Linked DNA regions of Bicyclus anynana: region 2 is linked to region 1. Evidence: chromatin contacts called from public Hi-C data. All regions are on one chromosome and are shown on one strand. Each heading gives the region's core, a stretch centred on a gene start, on an enhancer-like site or on the middle of the called end of the contact. The rest is flanking DNA. Distances are from core to core; before and after follow the strand shown. Region 1 overlaps LOC112055815 (cell adhesion molecule Dscam2). Region 2 holds the start of LOC112055815 (cell adhesion molecule Dscam2).

Region 1 (5,316 bases), core at 1,702-4,201:
TATCCTTCGACATCATCGTGAATAATGTAAACAGAATTCTAGTCCGAACGCGGAATTCATACTCGAGCATACCGATTCTTACTAAGTTTCCTTGTAAACGCTGAATAGAGTGAAGTTCAATCTAAATTAGAATCTTCGACACGATCAAATATACAGTTTATATACCAGTCGAAATAAAGAGGGATGTTACCTGCAACTTTAATATGTCTGTCGATGTTTCTGGGTGTTTACGTGGCGTATTATTAGGGTAGGGATAAGGAAGAAGTGCACATAAGTCAAAGCGAAGCTTGACCGGGTCCGCTAGTTCTAGATAACTTCAAGATTGTCGGGTATTTTTTTTAGTTTGGTACATAAATGCTTAACTACTGTTAAAATTTCACTGTAATAAGAGGACAAAATAATTTCATGTCGACTTTAACTGAGGTTAACTGTCTTAACCTACAGTTTCTGCACCTTCAAGGCAAGAGTGAATAGGCATCTTCTAGGCAAGCGCGCTTCATCTTGGACCGCATCATTGCTTACCGTCAGGCATGATTGTAGTCAAGCACAAGCCTATCCAAAGTAAGGTAAGTGATGATGCGATGGAAGATGGAAGCGGGCTAACTTGGTTAGGAGGAGGATGAAAATTCACACTCCTTTTGGTTTCTACATGGCATCGTACCGGAACGCTAAATCGCTTGGCGGTACGTCTTTGCCGGTAGGGTGGTAACTAGCCACGGCCAAAGCCTCCCACCAGCCGAAAAAGTGTATACGTACACGAGTACATAAATCCATTGCGATTGACGAAAAGGTTAACCTTTTTAACATTAACAATCTTAAACTATCGTCTTTAGTTAAGGCTGTCGGCCTTACAGCCGCCTAATTTGGACGTGTTTATTGCATAATTAAAGCTTTGAATACGCGCCATAACTTAACACAGATGGTATGAACAATACGATTAGGGCAGCGTGTCATAAATATTAAAAAATACCGCAACTGGTGTAGAATATATCTCCTCCATTGGCTTAGTTTAGTTTTCTTAAGTCAATTTATCGCACTAATATTATAAAGGTGAAAGTTTGTGCCGATGTACGTTGGGGTCCCAAGGTGCTGGAATGGCGACCCCGCACTACAAAGCGCAGTGTTGGTAGACCCCCCACCAGGTGGACTGAGTACATCAAGCGAGTCGCCGGGATTCGCTGGATGCAGCGGCTCAGTATCGTGATGTTTAGAAGTCCCTACAAAAGGCCTTTGTCCTGCAGTGGACGTCCATCAGCTGATATGATGATGATGATGATGATGAAAGTTTGTGTGTGTGTGTAAGTATGAAAGAGTGTAAGTATTTTTACGCCGCGGCTACGTAAGCAATTTGGCTGAAATTTGGAATGGAAATAGATTTTACTCTGGATTAATACATACGCTACTTTTCATCCCGAGGAATTTCACGAGGACGAAGTCGCGGGCGTCCACTAGTATTAAATATTTTCGTGTACTATGAAAACTCACACCTACAGTTCGTTTCATGTAGGATGGTGCGAGTGATAGTTCGTTTCACTCTTGAAAGTTTGCCGTATACGATAATAGTACGTATTATGAACGCCATACAGGCGACTGTCACCGTACCCATGCTATCTGAAAAACACTTCAAAGTTGAATGTGAAACTTGTACAATAAGGCGAGATGCAGCCAGTTGGCTAGAGCAGGTGTCGCGCGATCAGTTGTAGCGCCCACATGCTATTAACATTGATTACGACATTGCAAACATCCAGTTCAAATGATTAAAATTCCTCTAAAGATAATAAACAATTTATAAAACATATTTTTGTTGTTGGTAGAAAACAGTGATAGCCCAGTGGATATGACCTCTGCCTCCGATTCTGGAGGGTGTGGGTTCGAATCCGGTCCGGGTCATGCACCTCCAACTTTGAAGTTGTTTGTATATTAAGAAATTAAATATCACGTGTCTCAATCGATGAAGGAAAACATCGTGAGGAAACCTGCATACCAGAGAGTTTACTTAATTCTCTGCGTGTGTTAAGTCTGCCAATCCGCATTGGGCCAGTGTGGTGGACTTTACCTTACCCCTTTCATTCTGAGAGGAGACTCGAGCTCAGCAGTGAGCCGAATATGGGTTGATGACGAGGAGAAAACAGTATTATTGCTTGGCAACTTCGTTCGTAACACTCCCGATGGTCCGCACGCACGATTTCTCACCCGCGCAGTCCTACTACCTCCCTGCCAAATTTCAACTTTGTACATCAAACGTCAAGTGGATATAGAAGTATCTCCGAGTATCTAAATAATATAATATTGGCTTAAAAGCTCTTTTGTAGATTGTAGTTCTTATACATCTCTTTTAAAGTTATATCTCAATCATTATAACGTTTAATTTCAAGACTTTGATGATTTGATGATGACACATAAATTTCAATGACCTTCGTGGCGCAGTGGTATGCGCGGTGGATTTACAAGACGGAGGTCCTGGGTTCGACCCCGGCTGGGTCGATTGAGGTTTTTTTAATTGGTCCAGGTCTGGCTGGTGGGAGGCTTCGGCCGTGGCTAGTTACCACTCTACTGACAAAGATGTACCGCCAAGCGATTTAGCGTTCCGGTACGATGTCGTGTAGAAACCGAAAGGGGTGTGGATTTCATCCTCCTAACAAGTTAGTCCGCTTCCATCTTAGATTGCATCATCACTTACCATCAGGTGAGATTGGAATCAAGGGCTAACTTATAAAGAAAAAAAAATTAGAAGGCAATTATATTAATAATTGTTGTTGTTAGAAGATGAATGTTAATTTAACATCTGTATAGACAAATGTATAAAATCCGTAGACTCGTAGGTGCATCTTATTACAATGCCAGACAAACGAAAACAAAAAAAAATAAAAGCACCGAGTGGCGCATTCAATCATTTCTATGTAATGGGCTAAAAGAAAAGATTCCATCGCACGTGCATCTGCCGAGTACGGACGCCTCGGGTCGACCAATCACGAGACTGAGCCACACCATCTGTCACAAGAACGCTTGGCACGTTTTTGCTCTCGAAACGCATTTTTTTTTTCGAAGTTCTTAAACTTCTAAGGAGTATTTATTGTTGATGATATTGCAAAGTTAATTAAACATATAGGTTATCTATTATCTACATGAAATATATGAAATGGTTAATGGAAGTTCTTACAGCCGCTGAGTGTCGAATTTAACCTCTATTTGTTTGGGATTTTTTTTTTTTTATTCTTTACAAGTTAGCCCTTGACTACAATCTCACCTGATGGTAAGTGATGATGCAGTCTAAGATGGAAGCGGGCTAACTTGTTAGGAGGAAGATGAAAATCCACACCCCTTTCGGTTTCTACACGGCATCGTACCGGAACGCTAAATCCCACCAATCAAAAGAAGAATTTGACACTCAGCGGGTGAATGATCCCCTGGTGATGCCCCTACACCGTCTATGAATACCATTGTTAAACTTCTAAGGAGTATTTATTTTCGATGATATCGCAAAGTTAATTAAACATATAGGTTATCTATTATCTACATGAAATATATGAAATGGTTATTTTATTTTAAATAAAATATGTGTTAACGTTTCGCTTTCTAAAGATCTACTTTCTCCGTAATACCGTACATTATTATGTTTATGTTAATAATGGATGTTATGTTTTGTACAATAAATAAAGAATGTAAGAAGAAGCTGTACATTTTTTCTTTTCAATAAATAAATTGGTAAAGATGGTTTGTATGAAACATTACCAATATACCAATACTTTCAATATTTGGCATTACATTCGCCAATTAAGATTAAGTGATATAGGTATTATTGCTTAGCGATGGTGTAAGTGATTGCTTAGCGATTATTCGCGTGTAATTTCGGCTTCTAAAGCAATTAGCAATAGACCGATCAATTTTACAACACAACAAATAAGTAGTACCAATTTACAAATAAACCGATTATAAAAACCGATAAATAAAGTAAAGTTCTGCAAACTTAATGAATAAGTACATAATCAAGTAACAAGTAAATCATAACAATAACAGACTCTCAGCAGATCCTGCCTTTTGAACATGTGGTAGAGTCACTAGATCCGAGAGTCCGAGCTATTATCGATTGCATCGAAAATCATATTTTGACATTAATACAGTGCGATTAAGAATTGATGCAGCCATTTCACAATTGACCTGCTGAAGTTTCAAAAATGCTTCTAAACTGAGCATAATGAATTTTGAACGAAATATTCATGCAAACTACCTGCAATTAATGTGTAACAGGATATAAACTGCGTGCCGCGTGCTCATTTATGTCAAAAAGCAATTAAAAAGCAGCGTCATTCACACCACGAGGTCGATACACTGTCGTTCCAGTATCATTCTAGGACAAAACTAGGTCGAGCCTTGTAACGAGCGCGAGAGTAGACTCGTCAAGCTCTTCAGCACTCTAATTCTTGGCTAGCTGTGATGCGACAAATCTTTGTTGAAAGGAGAACAATTCTTGCAAAACAAAGAGTTATATATGTTACCGTTAAATTGTTAAAAGTTAGTTTATAATCTCACTCGCGATATTGTAATCTGTCGACATATTGTGAACGGAACATCTGATTACATTGTTATTATTCGGCATATTATAATCTATCGAAGTGTAACCGTTATCAATTCAATCAGGATGAATTTACCATAGAGTTACAAAAATACTACGGGCATAATAAAAATAATAAAAAAATTACAATAGACAAATCAAAGAAAAAGTAAAATAAAGAAAATCAGAGGGGTGGCCAGTGCGTTTCTTAATTTTTTTTTAAACACTGTTATTTCATTAGTAAAATCTTGTTATTGTTAATTATAAGTATAATTTTGTCAAATCTAAAGTTAATCTAAGATCTATCTAAGGTTAAAGGTTTCTCAATATTTGTCAGGACAACTTATTTAACAAACCAAAATAAGACCCTAAAATGGCAGAAGACCATGAGTGGAGTCACGGACTTGTGAAGGTTGTGTGTAGGGTTGAAGGATCCTTTGACTGTTAACAAACACTCCCCTTTTCCACTCAAGTCACTCTCTCCGCATAGTAACCCACAAAGAGTTACACGACAAGAAATGTGGACGGCTTGAACGCCACGAGTATACTGAACCCGACCGTACGACGAGCGCCTCATATCGCAAGTCGTTACCGCCAACCGATCGCTACCCTTCTCTAACTCCCTGCTCTTTACGGAAATAAGTCGCGCCACCTAGCGTCGGCACGAGCCAACACGAGATTGAGCGACGTCATATCCATCTCGGACTAGTTCTTACACAAGTGTATTCAACAATATATTTCACCCACAGGAGCAGTGCGATGCG
Region 2 (5,316 bases), core at 861-3,360, 34 kb before region 1:
TAAAATTAAGTATTTAATGCATGTTGAAGTTGAGCCATCCGACAGATAGTCAGTATGTTTTTTTATAGTATTTGTTTACTAAATTTATTTATTAAATTAAATTTATTTAATACTAAGTATATATCATATATTATAAATATGTATATATCTTATTGTAATGTGTGTGCCATATAACAATGTTCCTTGCAAGGTCGTTTACGTGAATTAGTATTTTTTTATTACTGTGCAAATTAACATATTAGGTATATGAAGGATATTGATTAAATATTTATTAATCGGCCCATATAGGATTATAATCTTGCTACCAATCTTTACTAATAAACCCATTTTAATATATCACTTATTACATAAAAAAATGTATATTTTTTGTATTACAAATCACGTAAACGAATATGTTAGAAGGTTAAGAAATTTTGATAATATGGTTAATTTTCTACGAAAACTCTACTGCCGCAAATTTTGTATTATCTTTGTATGTTATGTATTATCTCATATATTTTAATAATCATTTTTAATTAATGTTATTTATACTACATATTTCTGCAATTTTTAAAATTTAAATATATTTTATGACTAATAAAGATGGTTTTTTATTGATCAAATTTATTTAAAATGTAGTTTAGAAAGTAGATTTACTAGTTCCATTATAGTTTACACAATAAATGCAATCAGTAGATTGTTTCATTGATATTTCGTTATATGAGCTCATTTAATTCGATTGAATATGGAGGAAGTGACAATTGCGTGAATGAATATCAATGGGTTTCCTTTTCGCCATCTTGTATTTACGAGTAGGGAGCGTACGGTAGTTAAATCTATTTCTCGAGCGACTCCGTACGCAGGACGCCGAGGATCCTGCGTGCGCAAATCACGCGTCGGATGCTCCTTTTATTTCGGCTACCGTTCGGCTCGCTTCGGTCAGGATCGTCCTCTATTCGATTGTGTTACGAAAAGGACGGAATGATATAGTTGAGCTCTTTATAGTCTAAGATCCGGAATTAGAAATATATACGCTCATCTGTTATTTATTTGGAATAAGAAATAAATGATGGAAAATATTTGCTTAGTAAAATTGCACGGTGACTTGATTACTTTCTGGATTATTTTCTTTTTAATTATTTAATCTATATTAATAAAAATGTTTGCCTAAATAATGAAAATCGTACAATAGTTAAAAGAATATAACAGAATTAAAAACGTAAAGGCTGCCTGCTTTCAAACTGAAACTGTAGGCTGCCAGATATAAACAGTTAATTAATGTTATACAAATACCCTCACCGGTTATATATTCGTCTAATATGTCAAATTAAAGTACTAAGTTGCCTTTGATCTACTTCATGGTTTCCTACATTTTGTATGAAAAATGCAATGATAATTTTATACTATAGATCGGTTACGTCCCTACAAAAACACCGCAAAAAGTGATCCGATTAATAAGGCTACAACACTGAGCGCACAAATGCACAATTTTGTCTTTAATTCCATTATATATTTATGTATATATAGTTTTTAGAGCCGTGATAGCCCAGTGGATATGACCTCTGCCTCCGATTCCGGAGGGTGTGGGTTCGAATCCGGTCCGGGGCATGCACCTCCAACTTTTCAGTTGTGTGTATTTTAAGAAATTAAATATCACGTGTCTCAAGCGGTTAAGGAAAAACATCGTGAGGAAACCTGCATACCAGAGAATTTTCTTAATTCTCTGCGTGTGTGAAGTCTGCCAATCCGCATTGGGCCAGCGTGGTGGACTATTTGCCTAATCCCTCTCATTCTGAGAGGAGACTCGAGCTCAGCAGTGAGCCAAATATGGGTTGATGACGATATATAGTTTTTAAGCTCGTAGACGATATTTAGGTATTATTTGTTTAAATATCGTCCGTTGTTGACCACAACTAACATTGAGTTGACTATAAACTTCCTTTTTTGAGCGCTCTTTTTCATGCGCTAGTTACACATCTAACAGTATTTAATATCATTGGAAAAATGTGGTTGGCTGCAATTTAACTAGGCAATTTGTAAATATTTCCTTTCATTTTCTTGTTCCAAATAAATATCAGATGAGGCTATACATTCCTTGTGCCGGATCTTAGACCATTAGATGTCATCGGCCGTGTATAGCTAGTACGAAGTATCAAAGTATATGCGGTCGGTCACTCGGCGTCTGTGTCTTGGGCGGGTCGGTATCGCCGCTCGTCCGTTCGCGTGTGTTGTGGTGAATTGTGTTGTGGGAGCTACGCTGAGCCGCCGCTCGCGTTTCTCAGGTAATGGCCCTCCATTCTGTAAAACCCGATTTCATTGTGCCTTTGTGTTATTATACATGGGGATTTTGCGAAAACGCCGGCTGGGGAGCGCGCAACCACGATCGATAACGATGTTGTCCAGAGTGTGCACAGGTTTAAACGTTTTTTTTATTATATCTAATCTCTGACGAATTGGCGATATGATATAAAAGTTGGACAGTGCGAAAACCAATAATATTACTCATGCACTACCGGTCAATGTCAACTAGTAAATAATGTTGATATAGAAGTAATTATAATCATATCAATAAGGACATGTCTATGTAGATTGTAGGCACATGAAAGCCGTGATAAAGTGAATACGCGCACTAAAATAATCATATTATTAAAGAAAATGTATACAATGTTAGCAAGCCTTTAAAAATCAAACTTGAAGATCTTGACGGTCTTAAATCCATGTGCTTCGTCATTTCTTGATAGTACATTTAACATAACTTAATATTTATGTACACAATAAACCTTGGAATTTATTAAAACTATGTGTCGTTGGCCCTAAAAATGCTTTTAAAAATGTTTCGTTAAATTGTCACATAGAGCAAAGGACCGGCCTTAGGATTAGCCGGCTAATCCTGGAGGGAATATTGTTAAGCCAATAGTTACTGTATATACTTACACAGATTGTAATATATGTATTTGAAACAATATATTCGCATGTGTAAGCTCGCGGAGTCGTGAGAAAAAGATGACTAAGTAATCGTGAATCATAAATGACAGAAGTTAATATAAAAATAACTTTAGTTAGCGTTTAGGGGGTTATTTATATAAACGGCTGGTTCAGTTAATTAATTGACCACGCCTAAGGACTTATATGCTAGAGTTCGTATACCGTGTGTTTTTGATAGTCGAGGGCGGACGATCCATAAATAGATTCAATAGACCCAATTCTGCGATGTACCTACCTATAAACCTCAACGGTACTCGTGAACTTTGCCGCAACCCATCTTGTCGGTAGATTTTCTATACATACTTAATATAAAAGAATATAGAGTAACCTTGATTTAGCTAGGTCGCTGATAAAGTCGAGAATATGACTAGAGTTAAAAGCTAAAATGCAGCAATACTAGCAAAATGAGATTGAATTCAATTTGAGACAGACCTCGGGAATTTTGTCGGAACACATTTCACGTTAACTTTTCTATTCTAAGTAATTTACTTACAACCTTCATTTACTTATATAAGACAGTAATAAAATTCTGACTAAAAGTAGAGTTCGAAGTTAATGATATCGAACTAGAAATTGGACATGAAATTACATTGAACTAAGTGAGAGCACTCGTGAATTTTGCCGAAAGCCATCGTATAGAAACTGTTCTACCAGAAAAAAGCTTTCGTATGATGAGTTTCTGTGATGGATGGGTAATATATTTAGAACATAAACATAAAAGTGAACCTAACAGTACTTCCTTAGTGAAATATTTAAAATAAAATTGAAAGCTGACAAATACTAAAAATAGCAACATTACATACAATTAATTTTAAAGAGAGTAGTCGTGGATTATGTCGCAAACCGCATCGAAGGTAAACTGTCGTACGGTAGCTTGTCTTTCATAGTACTAAGTAGGTAATTTCCTAAAAACGTGAATACGAAAGGGTTATTTAGCTACGAGTAATACTAATACAAGCGACGGGACTACAGAAATACTAAAAATAGCAACTTAAATTGAACTTCAGCGAGAGTAATCGAGTAATCTAAAGTAGTAATTGACTGAAAACGTGAGAAAGATAAGCGGATGAGTTGTTTAGCTAGGACAGTAATAAAGTTGACAGTTAGATTAGAGTTAAGAGCCAAGAAATGCTAAAAATAGTAACATTAAATTAAACTGAACTTGAGCATGGCTGGATATAACATGGCTGGTTATATTACATGGTCAGTGCACCATAGAAGCTGAGCGGTTAGCTACGGAAGATTAAAATTCTTGTTGAGAATTAAATTATTTTACTAGACTGGTTTCGTTCAGCTGACATTCGTTGGGTATGCATAATATACTCGTCAACAAGTCTTCCTTCAACAAGCCAGTTTCGATCCACAAGGGCAGGTGCACAAAGACCCAAAAACGAAAGGTGCGCTCCGAGTTTTTGTATGCCAAAACAGTTCAGGTAGACAACTGTTCTATTACTTTTTTTTACTTGTAATATTAGTTACATTGTGTAAAGAAATTATTTTGGCCTTGAAGAACTCGTAAGTGCAAATCACATCAGCCTTTAGCCCTCATTCGCACGAGAGTTTTTTTAACAGATGTTAAAAAGCTTTCAAATACAACAAATGCATTGCTAAGTATAATATATGTTGACACGACAGCGTTTTTAAAACACGAAGCTTTTTTCGAGCACTGTTGCATTTTTAATTTTGAGGTTGGAATTAGACCTTCATTTAACTTCATACTATATTTGAACGCTTTTTTGAGGGCTTAGGGCCGGTAGTGGAAATATATTAAGTCGTATTCTGTTAAGCGCAGTCTCAATAAATTTCGTTACAATTTCATTGAGATTTCATCTTTTCTCTCTACCATTTTTTCAAGAAAAACATACATATTATCTTGTATAATTAAATTCATTGAACTCGTTTATATATTTGGTTTATGTTTATACGTCTACAATCAGATTATATTTAGTCATATATAAAAGTAGGTGCTTAAACCCAAAAGACCTATGACTAACAAGAAGGAGGCAATTCAAGGTCTTTGGAGTTTAATAAGTTAACACTTCACTGTGCACAATAATTTTTAAGCTTCGATTCTTCACTGTGCATAAGAATTTTTAAGCTTAAATTCCATTTACTGTCTGTTCGTGTAACTAGACTACCAGGCTTATCAAATTCTTATCCGCACTAGTGAGTAATTCAACACGGTTCATCCGGATGTAATTTTATCTAATTAATTCCTACCCACGCTCTTAACAAGGAATGCTTTGTGACTTGTTCTTGGGTATTAGGTGCCTACATCGTCCCTTTTTCAAACTTCAGTTTCGTATAAGTTTTCGGCATAGCAATTAGATAAGTAGGTACTACCTATACATT

The links. A called contact is a pair of places that touch in the nucleus more often than the background predicts.
Region 2: a Hi-C map of whole larva shows a contact between it and region 1, with 4 times the contacts expected there. The contact joins the promoter of LOC112055815 here to the enhancer-like site in region 1. A contact is called at or near these places in 2 of 2 Hi-C or Micro-C datasets (whole body and whole larva).

Annotation. Positions count from the first base shown.
Region 1 is chr9:9,107,861-9,113,176 of ilBicAnyn1.1, reverse strand. LOC112055815 (cell adhesion molecule Dscam2) reads left to right here. Exons shown (of 41, transcript XM_052883550.1): 3 at 5,302-5,316. Among protein-coding and RNA genes, the nearest start is that of LOC112055815, 34 kb to the left of the region's middle. Within about 2 kb of position 2,951, at least 2 of the 8 cell types and tissues checked have open chromatin away from gene starts, as enhancers often do.
Region 2 is chr9:9,141,033-9,146,348 of ilBicAnyn1.1, reverse strand. LOC112055815 (cell adhesion molecule Dscam2) reads left to right here and starts at 2,110. Exons shown (of 41, transcript XM_052883550.1): 1 at 2,110-2,261. It overlaps LOC112055814 (glycogen phosphorylase), which reads left to right. Exons shown (of 9, transcript XM_024096024.2): 9 at 1-581.